2 separate regions of the Hordeum vulgare genome follow, and region 1 is linked to region 2. A link is a contact called in public Hi-C data. All regions are on one chromosome and are shown on one strand. Each heading gives the region's core, a stretch centred on a gene start, on an enhancer-like site or on the middle of the called end of the contact. The rest is flanking DNA. Distances are from core to core; before and after follow the strand shown. Region 1 holds the start of LOC123403065 (ribosomal RNA small subunit methyltransferase nep-1-like). Region 2 overlaps LOC123402112 (actin-related protein 3).

Region 1 (2,700 bases), core at 80-2,579, 540 kb after region 2:
ACTGTACCGAAATACTTATAGTTGGGGAAACTTGTACTAGTTTCCCCCAGCTACAAGTACTTCGGTACAGAGGGAATAAATGACTTAAAAGGTGAAGAACATGCACTACTTCTATTATTTGGAACTTACACATCAAACCACAGAAACGCTTGAACGTCCGTGGCATGCGAACATGAGGCTTGATTTCAAACAACACTCCCTTTTCAGTCCTAACATAAACAGCTTGTAACCTGCCAGCCTTAGTTAGGGGGCTATCAAATATTGCTAGTAGTGCCTGCAAAAAATTTTGGGGCGAAATTCATAACTGTCATACATTGTAGCTATTCAGATACCCAAACAGGGTTCAACAACCAAAAGAGAGGAAACAAATGCTAGTATTCACGTTGACAAACAAATTAAGTTTGGTTCCCTTTGACTTACAACAGGAACTTATGGATGGATAATACTCCCTCTGTCCCAAAAATAAGTGACTCAACTTTGTACTAACTTTAGTACAAAGATGAGTCACTTAATTTGGGACGGAGGGAGTATTACAGTACCCGAAAGAAAATAATAATGACGAAAATTTAGAATACCTGGTGGATGATATCAGGCCTATAATCAGCTGGATTGCGATTCTGCTTCCTTAAATAATTAGCGTGATCATCCGAATTCAAGATTTGCATACCCTATAGAAACAGTTAAAAGAATCAGTAAAACTGACATAAAATAAGGGGCTTTTTGTTTAGGACGAGGTGTAGTCTCTTTAATCAGCAGATGTCTTGTAAGGAATATAGCTGCTCTGGTATAATTAGTTAACACTTGCTCTTTACTGCATCCTAGCAGGTAGCAGCCACTAATTTTCGACCATTGCTACCTAAAGTAGCACATGAATAAACCAGCTATTCGAAGAAATTTATCTAAAGCTGAATTCGACCGCCAAAGGAGAAACAATCGGTCACAGTCAGAAATAAATCACTGATTTATTGGTCCATAGTCCATAGAAGAAGCATACCTTGCCGACTTTGCCGACCTCGAGGCAGGCCCTCTCAAGTACGAAGATAGCGCCCGGCCGCCGCTTACTGTCCAGCGGGCGGGGCACGATGGGGATCCCATCCCCCACCTCCTCGGCAAAGGCCTCTGGCGCCGCCTCCCCCTCCGTCACCTCCTCATTTTCCTTGCCCTCTAGCTCCACCTCCTCGGCGTCGACCGGAGGGGCGCGCGAGGCTTCGCCGCCTTCCAGCTTCCGCTTCTTCTTCCCCTTGACTGCGTACGGCCGCCCCATGTCTTCTTCACGCTTCGCGACGGCTCGGGCTGCGGCCTGCGGGGCTTTGAGTCTAGGGTTTTTCTTCTTCTTTTTTTTCGAGTGGGTGGGGGTTCCTCTTATTATGTGGGCTCAAAAGGGACTGAGCAAAGCAATCGCACAACAACAAACAGAAGCCCATCAGCCACAACCAACCCAAACAGAGAGGCCCATAAACCACAACCAGCCCAACAGAGAAAGTTTGGATTCGTCACGCCCGGCCCAAATCCGAAGGGCTGACCATATGACACTGGAACGGACGGTGCCGACGCTCGCCGGAGGGGAGGTGGGGGCGGCTGCGGCATCTCACAGCACGGTGTGCCGCCGCCCTGGAGCTTGGCAATGGTGTTGGGATCATGGTGCGTCGGCCGGCCGGCCGGGCAGGTGCGGAGCAGTCGGCGGGTGTGACGGTCGGGCATAGCGCTAAGTCTGGCTGCATGCGTACGTAAGATAACCTTTTCTTGTAGTATCAAAATTGGACAGGACGTGATTGTCTCAAGCGCGACAAACTATGAGCCCCTATTTCTGAATTCATCGATTGTGTATTTATTTATTTTCACTCGGAACAAATGGTCCACTGCTAGGTTGGAGCATGTACAGCCGGATTTGGCAAATTTGACTTTTTATATGAATGTGTTCATGAACAATGTTAAAGGATCTTTTATATGGTTGTTGTACATCTATACATCTCAAATACAGAATCTCAAATTCATGAAATGCATGTGCATCGATTATACAACATGAATTGTCTGAATTCAACGGTTCGAAAGAAAGCAAAATAAATCATAATTTAATAATTTGGACATGCAAAAACTAAGAAGCAATGTCCGAGCGTGATGGATAGCTCACTGGCTGGCTGGATCATTTGCGGGACGACATCCATGCCTCCTGCTCCCAGGTCATCCTTGTCTCCTGCTCTTAGGGAATCCTTGCGTCATGCCCCGTATGTAGCTCATACATTTGTGATGCATGCTCCATCTGCATCCTTGTTACATGCTCCTCTACTATCACAGTCGCAGTCGTCGGCGTCGCCTCGTACTCCCTACGACGGTTGATTTCCTTCTTCTTCTTTGTCTCATCCTGGTCCAGTGGCACAATCCTTGTCGGTGGATGAAAGAATGGGGTGCGGGGTTCCGCGCGTGGCTGGGGGACAACTGCTCCTTCATGTCCTCTATTGATTCTTATGACGCCACAGTCGCTTCCCTCTCTCTATCGACGGCGTCGGTTCGATCAGGTGATGTTCTTCGGCTTGCACGACGAAGTCGAGGACGGGATGCCGATGGGCGAGGCGGACGCAGGCTTCGTCGCGGCGGTCGGGGAGGGGTGTCGGCCAGCCGAGTGTCTCATGCCTGTTTGAAAAGCCCATCTGAATCGCATTTTCATGACCGGACTGTTCGCTCGCACACTGACCGAGCGCA
Region 2 (2,700 bases), core at 134-2,633:
TAGAAACTACATCCACTTAAGAATCTAATGACATAATTTTTGTGACATATAATGTATATTTAATTAGTCAAATCAATAACTTAGAACTACGCGCATGCCCTGTAAACTGAGACGGAGGGAGTAGATTATACTACCCTTGCAATTAAAAACGGGCAAATTTTAATCTCCACTAACGCCGGTATGTTGGAGCATGTAGTTTTGAAAGTGGATTATACTGAAGCATCTTTACTGTGATTTGTTTTAACTTGCATTGTCAGTATCTGATCTAAGCTAACCGTCATTATTTTTTTTGTCCAACAGGCTTGCCACACAAAAGCAGAGTATGAAGAGTACGGTGCAAGCATCTGCCGATCGAATCCCGTTTTCAAAGGGATGTACTGAGATTTGCGCATGAAAGACTAGCGTCACAGATAGCATATCCATGCAATCAGCCTGATGAGCCTAGCTAGCAGTAGCAGGCTGGCAGCATGGTAAAACTGACACCGGAGGCAGGCTCTCTATACCGTTTGTTTGTACACAACCAGCGTGCATATAGAGATAAACAACATTTCGTCAATATATCTTTTGTATACTATACATCTGTAGATGTAGAATGGTGCTGGTAGTGTAGCAAACAGGAGGATTCGTGACCGGATGGCGCTGGCGGTGCCTTAGCGGCACATGCTAGCTGTTGTATTTTTCTTTAGAAAAGGTGCTAGCTGTTGTATAATCTTTAGTACGAGTGGAGTGGAGTATCGCCGGAAACTGAACAGCTTTTTGTGGGTGGGCTGGTGTGGCTCGTATTTTCCCGTGAAGTTGTTGCCACCGGTTTTCTAGATAGTGGAAGATTTCAGTTGACATCGTAAACATGATGCATTTATTATTTATCTAATACTCCATGAAATATGGTAATCATGATGTTTCTCCCAGACAACATAGAGAGTCTGCGCGTGCACCCGTCGATCGATCTTAATTAGGCCCTGTTTTTTTAAAAAGTTCTAGGACTTGTTTTTAATCCCAACTAAAAAGTTTCTAGTCCCTATTTTTTTTTTCAAGGACTAAACATGGACTACAGGTTATTAAATGACATGTAAAAAGACCATGTCATCCCTAGTAATGTACTAAAAGTTATTAAATGACATGCTAAAAGTAGAGTCATTGTTGAAAGAAGTGTCAAAAAAGTCCCAAAAAGTCACTTTCATAGAGACTTCTTCCTAAAAAGTTCCTTCCATAAGGACTTCTTCCTTTAGTCCCAAATACCTATTTTTAGTCCTTAAAAATTCTTCCTGTTTTTTTAGTTCCTACATCAAAAAGTCTTTGAAAAGAGACACCCCCTTAGATGCGTGCAGTCACCTAGATATGCATTTCCACCGTTTAGTTAGATAGATTCGACCAGTGCGGATGCAGTTAGAGGTCCGTGATCAGTTAGCTGGCACCAAGACGGCAAGGCAATGCACCGAATCGGTTGCCGCCCGGAAGCCCTGGCTGGTTGTTTGGTGATAATTATCGGTGCGTTGTAATAGGTGTAAACATTCTAGCACCATGATAAGGACCGAAGGGGTTGCGTTGTAATGGGTGTAAACATTTTAGCACCATGATAAGGACCGAAGGGTTTGTGTCTTCCCGGACCCAAACCAGTTCAGCCTAGTCGTTCAGTATTTTGATTATTTCTGTTCGGTTAGTTCGGTTTATGAGTTATTTGGGTATTTAGAAATGGAAACCAAATTTTTTTCTGTCAAAAAATAACCGAACCTAAATTATCCAAAATTTCGGTTTGGGTAATTCGGGTATCCAAAAAACCCTAAATATTCGTAGCACACATCAACTTTTGGTATGATTAATTCGGATAGTGTGGATATTTTGGATAGTATGAGTATTTTAGTTTGTATGGGTAACATGTAAGTGTAATAATAACATGAATAATTTGGATATTATGAATAATTCGGGTAGTATGGGTATTTCGGGTTTTCTAGACTAGAACCCGAACCCTAACCCGAAAACCGAATAACCAGGAATTGAGAACCGAACCCTAACCCGATACTCGTATTACTCGACAATTTGGGTAATTCGGTTCAGTTCGAATTCGGGTAGCGGGTTAGGGTAGCCAAACGGCCAGAGTGACAACCAGTCATGTGACCGAACGAAAAAAAAAAGCTCGAGATTATTCCCACTACCATGTGGCCCGCACGAACGGTTTAGCCATTTTTTCAGGATTAATCAAGCTTTATTCATCAAAATTTACAGATTGTGGGATACATATTAGGTCATGCGGGTGGCCAAACCACATGTGACGTCACAGGCCTAACGACAAAGAATGTTTGGCTAACTTATGAGCTTCTAAGTTTGCATTATTTCTAAATTTATTTTAGGATTTCCGATGATATGTTTTTAGTTCGAGAAGACGTTTCCGTCGACGACGAGACGTCTACAGTGACTTCGTAAATCTCAAGATAATATGCCGGATCAGTCTTTCGGAAGTGCTCATAGGGGTAGGTTGTGCGTGTGTGCGTTCATAGGGATGAGTATATGCGCGTGTATATGAACGCTTGCGTCTGTACTGTGTTAATTTTTTTTACATTGTGACTTTAAAAGATAACGCTACACTGAAATAAGCTAGAAGCTATGATTTCACCGATGATCACTTCATTCCCTCCTCTGTATCTATAGTTTATGTCTGCAACGACTTGTTTGGTGTCAAAAGGGATGATCACTTGATGCAAA

Evidence for each region. Hi-C and Micro-C count contacts between places; a contact is called where the count stands out from the background.
Region 1: a Hi-C map of leaf shows a contact between it and region 2, with 3 times the contacts expected there. The contact joins the promoter of LOC123403065 here to the enhancer-like site in region 2. A contact is called at or near these places in 2 of 6 Hi-C or Micro-C datasets (leaf and seedling).

What each region holds. Positions count from the first base shown.
Region 1 is chr6H:334,301,253-334,303,952 of MorexV3_pseudomolecules_assembly, forward strand. It overlaps LOC123403065 (ribosomal RNA small subunit methyltransferase nep-1-like), which reads right to left and starts at 1,330. Exons shown (of 7, transcript XM_045097037.1): 1 at 995-1,330; 2 at 576-668; 3 at 130-274. The coding sequence starts at 1,264.
Region 2 is chr6H:333,759,243-333,761,942 of MorexV3_pseudomolecules_assembly, forward strand. LOC123402112 (actin-related protein 3) reads left to right here. Exons shown (of 10, transcript XM_045095993.1): 10 at 301-846. The coding sequence ends at 381. Among protein-coding and RNA genes, the nearest start is that of LOC123402112, 13 kb to the left of the region's middle. Within about 2 kb of position 1,384, at least 2 of the 3 cell types and tissues checked have open chromatin away from gene starts, as enhancers often do. A contact at or near this core is called in leaf, where this site is marked.